2 separate regions of the Rattus norvegicus genome follow, and region 1 is linked to region 2. The links are chromatin contacts, called in public Hi-C maps. All regions are on one chromosome and are shown on one strand. The core of a region is the stretch at or near the end of the contact, and the rest is flanking DNA. Distances in the headings are between cores, read along the strand shown.

Evidence for each region. Hi-C and Micro-C count contacts between places; a contact is called where the count stands out from the background.
Region 1: a contact with region 2 is called in a Hi-C map of frontal cortex, with 2.1 times the contacts expected there. The contact joins the promoter of Sp8 here to the promoter of Sp4 in region 2. A contact is called at or near these places in 4 of 12 Hi-C or Micro-C datasets (Schwann cells, frontal cortex, kidney and 1 more) and 1 of 1 datasets of contacts at active chromatin or transcription factors (oligodendrocytes).

What each region holds. Positions count from the first base shown.
Region 1 is chr6:145,957,684-145,961,034 of GRCr8, reverse strand. It overlaps Sp8 (Sp8 transcription factor), which reads right to left and starts at 1,816. Exons shown (of 2, transcript NM_001191774.1): 1 at 1,796-1,816; 2 at 1-754. The coding sequence starts at 1,816.
Region 2 is chr6:145,393,323-145,396,609 of GRCr8, reverse strand. It overlaps Sp4 (Sp4 transcription factor), which reads left to right and starts at 1,496. Exons shown (of 6, transcript NM_012761.2): 1 at 1,496-1,669; 2 at 2,085-2,194; 3 at 2,705-3,287. The coding sequence starts at 1,663.

The DNA.
Region 1 (3,351 bases), core at 567-3,066, 560 kb before region 2:
GGAGGCCCCCGGCGGCCGGGTGCAGAGAGCCGGGCAGCGCTGCTGCCCCATTGGGGTTCTGCACGTCGATCCAGCCCGCGCCCACATCCCACCAGCTGGAGGCGCCCGCGGAGCCCACGTCGGCCGCGGCACCAAGGCCCGGGTGCGAGGGCTTGAACCACGACTCATACGGGTGCGCCATTCCCACGCGCGGGTAGATGCCTTGCAGTCCGTCCACCGACGTGTGCACCTTGGAGATGAACACCGGCTGATGGGAGCTGTCCTGCGAGTGCGCTCCGGAACCGCCGCCGCCTCCCCCGCCGCCGCCGCCGCTGCCCCCTGAGACGCCCGGGGCCTGGAACACAGAGTAGTCGTTGGCAAAGGGCGAGCTGGAAGCGGCGGCCGCGGCAGCTGCGGCCGCTGCGGCGGCGCTGCTGGAGGTGAGAGAGAAGGCGCTGGAGCCGGGCGAGCCTCCGCAGCTAAACGAGTCGGACACCAGGGCCGCCGCCGCCGCCGCGGCCGCCGCCGCCGCCGCTGCGGCGGAGGACGAACCGCCGTTCCGAGAGGCCCCCGACACGCCGAAGCTAGAGAGACTGGAACCCACTACGTTGCAGCTGCCGGAGGAGGAAGATGAGGAGCGTTTCCAAGGGTGGAAGCCTTTACTGAAAGAAGAAGAGCTGTCCGACAGGGAGGAGGGAGACGGGCTGGGGCTGCCGATCTTATTACAGGTAGCAGCAAGCATGGCCAGAGGAGTGGATCCCAACCTCGGTTCTTCCTGAGACCGGAGCGGAGGAGAAGGGTGGGGGAGGGGTGGTGGGCAAAGGGCCGGTGGGGGAGGGAGGAAAGAAATGTGCATTAGTCTCCTGGTAGCCTTCAGACGCCCCACTGCTGCCCATCTCTCACTGCGGCACTCTGCCACCAACTTACCCTGCACCCCCAGCTGCCCCGGAGCCCGTCAGCCTCCTACTCTACAGGAGGGGACAAGTTTGGCTGCGGGCGTCTGATTCCGGTGCAAAACGCCAAGCTAAAGAAGAGTTTAACAAGAATTCTCACTTAAGACGGCACTCTTGTGTTCACAAAGCCCTAGAAGCTTTCGACCAAACGAACAGAAAGTCCAGATCCAGACTAGGGAGGGAGAAGTTTCCTTTTACCTTACAACCTGGAGAAATCTCTGGATTACATTTAAGATTGCTACCCTGCAATCCCGAGAGAGCTTTGAAAATTCTGTTCCGATGCCCCTCAACCCATCCTTAGTTTCTTCTCCCTGGCCTAAGGCTTACTCGCTCTTCCATTTTTTTCTTTTAGTTCTCTCTCTCTCTCTCTCTCTCTCTCTCTCTCTCTCTCTCTCTCTCTCTCTCTCTCTCTCTCATTATATCTATCTATAATGGTAGAAATAAAACGAGCTCAACGTACCTGCAATACAAAGCGGGCTGAGGAAAAATATTAAGGGGAAGGAAAGGGGGAGAATCTGCAGTATGCCCAGGAGGGAAAAACTTACTCGCGGTCCCCTTCGAAATCGTCGCGTATATTAGGGGCTACGCTCAGTTCTCCCGAGCAGGGAGCGGCCGGGCTCTGCGAGGTGGCGGGTCTCAATGCCCTACGAACCTTTCCAGTGCTGAAAAAAAAGTGGCTCTGCCTCCTCTCCCCACCCCCCCAACTCTTTCTTTTTTCTAAACTCACTTGTATTTAAGGGAGGGGGGGGTGGCTCTCAATAGAGAGACTGATAGCCCGTGGCCTGGCCGGGCGACTTTAACCCCCTCCGATAGGCAATAAAAGGAAACTAATTAAACCAGCAAGAGAAGATCCTGAGACTCACCCCTAGAAGTGAAGTTGCCATCACACAGAAGCGCCCTCCTCCTCTCAGAGGATCTTTTTTATATTGATAAATCAGAGGCAGTGTTTTTTTTTTAGAGGTGTGCAATACAATGATCAGTTCCGCCCATTCCGCCACAATTGTAGCTCCCTCTCCGGCTTTGAAGTGCCGCGGAGGCGCGGCCAGCCAATCTGCGGCCTCGCCGGGCCGCGCGGCGCGCGCGCTGTGAGGTCATCGGCGCCGGCGGGAGTGTGGGGGGTGCGAGTGTCGCAGAGTGTGCGAGTGCGCGCGTGTAAAGTGATCGCGAGTGTGACCCACGTCGAAGTGAACCATGTAGAGAGCGTAGGGTGGCTGGGCAGGGTCACAAAAACGTGGCCTAGTAAGGGCAGGCAATGGTGGTGCAAGCACCGAGAGGATGTGTGACAAAGGGGGTCAGGGACAGAACTGGAAAGTGGGTAAGGTAGCTGAGTCCCTCTTTCTTAGGGAGTCAGGAGCGACAGTATGTTCAATCCCGGGTGCGGAGAGGCGCGTGCGCGTTTGATGAAGGTGGAGAGTGGGTGCGCGCGATCGAGAGGGAAGATGGATGTGTGCGTGCGCGCGAGCACCAAAGCTGGGGGTAGGGAATCGAAACAATACAATAAAGTGTACGTGCGTAAGAGATTTGGCGATCTGGATAGAGAAACTGCGAAGTTGAGTGAGGCCCATAAATAAATACTCCAAGCCCTATCTTCAAATCACTAACTTCCTCTGTCCCTTGAACATAAAAAGCGGAGTGATTTTCCCCCTTAGCTTCCCGGACTCTTTCAGTATAGTTCTGAAGAAAATTTTGATACTTACCTTCCGTTTCCTGATGTTTCGGTCAAATAGAAAGATTGGAAGGGGGTAGCGATATGGGGCAAGTGTGCGCCTGCGCCTTTGAGTCGTTACTTTGATCTGGTCGCCTTTACCCTCTTTGAGAGGTGGGATTCAGCTTTGGAAGTGCATATCCTAGAGGAGGTGTGTTTGCCCCGTGGCACGCAGTAAAATTACAAAAGGATTAGATGCAAAGAGGAGTAAGGGGTGTGTTTTTCTCCCATTGGATGAGAAATTGAGGAGCCTTTTACCCAGTGTAGAAGTTTTCTCAGGTAACCCTACTGTGCCTTTCTGACAGAAAAATTAGAATGACCGAAATATGTTGGTACCATTTATGTAAGAATGGAGGTGAGCTTTTCGGGTTACATTTACAGGAGCGTCTGTGGTTTGAGCAGGCCATCTATGAGTGTGTTCGAGTCATCGTGCGCATTTACTTCAAATTCACTGCATTTTAGTCACTTGCTTGCTATTTTTATTATTAGCTGCCTTCAGAAATGTCATTACAATTCTGTGGTCACCACAACAGAACTTCTTAAGCCCCAAAAAGGCCAGTACCAGTATAAAGAGTGAAAATCCAGTCCTTGTTGAATATTCATGCATTTAAAAACCACAGTAATTCCTATTTTACCCTGTTAGAAAGGCTCTCAGAAGTCTAATCCTAAAGGGGGAATTGATTAAAATGTGAGTAGATGAGAGAACTGCTGTGT
Region 2 (3,287 bases), core at 247-2,746:
GGAGCGCTTTAAGCCTAGTGTGTAATCCCATCCCAAGGTTCATATTTGGGACTCATTTCCAGTTTTGGTACACTTCCGTCAGTCGCTGGTATGGTCCCTGGTATCTTGGCTTCATGTCTTTGGAGAGAAACTAGGAGTCGGTTCAGGAGGATTTGACAAAGTGCTTTGCGCAGCTAGCTGTGAATTCCACTTGCCTAGAAGCTTACGCTAAACCATGACCAGAGCTGACCCACATGCAGCCGGGCTTTCCTTTGCCCGGACAACCTTGTGAGACCTCTAGGAGCGAGAAGCGCGCCAAGAACGCAGACTCTAAGGCGCACTCCTGGCTACCCTAGAAGACGGTAATGGCTCTGCACCAGCAGCCAGAGATACAACAAATAAAATGGAAGCTCCTGCTCTGTGGGAACACAGGCCTCGAGCTCGGACCAGAGGCCCGGGCGAGCTAAGAGAGTAAAGAAAGCCGGGCGAAGAGGGTGTACCCCATGTCAGCTTCATTCAAACCCCGAGGACAGCAGACCCCGCCTCCCAACACCTCCGCCCGCTCAATCGCCGCGCGCTCCGGGTGTGAACTCGCCCCGCGGGGAGCGGCTTTCAGCTGAGGGGGCGGTGGCAGAGGCGGTTCGCGCAGCCCCGCTCGGCCGATAGGCCCAGGCAAACAACACCCATTTCTCCCTCCCCTGCGCTGGGTTCAACTCCCACTCGGCCCCGGCCACGCCCTGCTGCCACCGCCCCCTCGGGCAGCTCTAGGCTCCGCAGCCAGGCCGCGCTCGGGGGCGGGAGGAAGGCGGTGCCTCAATCCGATAGCTGACAGAAACTACAAGACCCGAAAGGCTTTGCGGGAGAGGCCCGCCCGCCTCCTCCCACGACTCACGCACGTCAACAGCCTCACCCAATGAGAGCCGAGCCAGGGAAAAAGGGCGCCCGGGTCCGGATGCGCCTTAGGAAAGCCATGCTCACGCCGAGTGGGCAGCCGGCAGTCCACTCAGACCTCGGGACCTCACGCTTCCCCGCGCTCGCCTCGCTCCTCTCCCTTAAGCCTAGTTCCATGTCTTTCTTCCGCGGCCCCTCGCAAGATGCTGCGACGCGTTTTTGAGTGGAGGGCGCCGGGAACTGAGTAGGGGGCGGGATATCCTGAGACAACAAGTTTGGCTGTATGAAGGGCCTGCCGGCAGCAAACCGCAGCTAGCTCACCGAGAGGGCACGCGCCGCGGGCCGAGAAGGCAGAAGCCGAACAGCAGCGAGCACCAGCCGAGCAAAGGGGAGGAGAAAGGGCGGCCCCAGCGCCCCGGCCCCGGCAGGTCGGCGGCCAATCCGCTGGGGGAAGGGGTGGAGAGTCGGCGGCGCCGGCGGAGGCAGGCCGAGGGGTGTGGGGAGTCGCCGCGCTCGCGCCGCCCTGGCTCCGCCCCCGGCCCGCGCCGCCGCCCTCGCCGCGCGCCGCCGCTGTCAATCAAGGGCGAGTCAGCCGGGCTCGGGCGGAGAGAGGAGCTGCTACGCCACAGCCCAGCGGCGGCCATTCGCGGAAAAAGAGGCAGAGCCTGTGCCAGCTACAGCCTCCTCCGAGCCACCGCGGGCGGGCGGGACCGGCCTCTCCTCCCGCCTCGCCCCCACCCCCACCCACCTCTATCCCAGTGTCTCTGAGAGGGTTTGTCCTGTTAATGCGGGATGAGCGGTACGTATTCTCCACCCCCCTCGGTCTCCTTCACCGCCTCCCTTCGTCCCTCCCTCCCCAGACCCTGCTCGCTTCCCCCTCCCCCGGGGCCGCGGAGATGCTGGAAGGGGAGGAGGAGAGGGCGGGAGGGAACCAGGGGGAGGGAAGGAGGGCTGTGTTTTGTCTTAATGTCTGAGCTAGAACAACCTCCTTCTGGGTGTTGCTCTGGAGCCTATGGGTCGGGTTTCAAACCACGTTTCGTGAGAGCCCCCTCCTCCCTTCCCTCCTTCTCCCCCACCCCCTGCCGGTGTGCACGGATCGAGGGTTTACGGAGATTAATGTTCAGGAGGAGGGGGGGGGAGAAGGGAGGAGAACGAATAATAATAATCCTAATAACCTGTTGTCGTGTGTGTTGGTGGTGGTGGGGTTGTTGCAGATCAGAAGAAGGAGGAGGAGGAGGAGGCGGCAGCGGCAATGGCTACAGAAGGAGGGAAAACCTCTGAGCCAGAGAATAACAATAAAAAACCCAAAACCTCAGGCTCCCAGGTAAAAGCAAACGTTAAAAGAAAATTCAACACAAAGCTTTAGGGAAGAGAGGGAGTTATGCCCTTTAAATACCCAGAAGTAAAGAACAGAATGAAAATGTTTATTCATTCAAAGCATCTTTCTGAGTGAGGAACTTAAATCGTAAATTCATGAAGATTTCGCATAGTTGAGGCTATAACGAACGGTGTTTATATTACATCAGGAATTCAGACTGTTAGAAAACGGTGTCTATTTTCCCAAGGGCATTTGGAGTTTAGAAGAATAACACTTTAAGAAAGTTTACCAGAAAATTCCTTTTTATTTAAACTTTATGTAACAGAACTTGCCTCTTTATTCGTATAGCTTCTACCACCTGCTTTTGTTCATATTTCCTTTTTAATTCTGCTGCCTATTAAGTGTGTTCTGATACTTAGAGCTCTCAAAATAAATAACCCCCTCCCGACTGCTGTCTTCCACTAAATCCGCCCACTTTTTTCCCCTCCCTCTCCTTTCCCCTCCCATTTTGGGTAGGACTCTCAGCCCTCTCCTCTGGCTTTACTGGCAGCTACTTGCAGCAAAATAGGGACTCCTGGTGAAAATCAAGCAACTGGACAACAGCAGATTATTATAGATCCAAGCCAAGGATTGGTGCAACTTCAGAATCAACCACAGCAGCTAGAACTGGTGACAACGCAGCTTGCTGGAAACGCTTGGCAACTTGTTGCCTCCACTCCTCCTGCTTCAAAAGAAAATAACGTTTCTCAGCCAGCTTCTAGTTCATCTAGTTCTTCCAGCAGTAATAACGGGAGTTCCTCTCCTACAAAAACTAAATCAGGTAATCCTTCCACCCCTAATCAATTTCAAGTCATACAAGTACAGAATCCAAGTGGTAGTGTACAGTACCAAGTGATCCCCCAACTTCAGACGGTGGAAGGTCAGCAAATTCAAATCAATCCAACTAGTAGTTCATCTCTACAGGATTTGCAGGGTCAAATTCAACTCATTTCTGCAGGTAATAATCAAGCTATCCTCACGGCTGCTAACAGGACAGCTTCTGGGAATATCCTTGCTCAAAACCTGGCAAATCAGACAGTTCCGGTACAAATTAGACCTG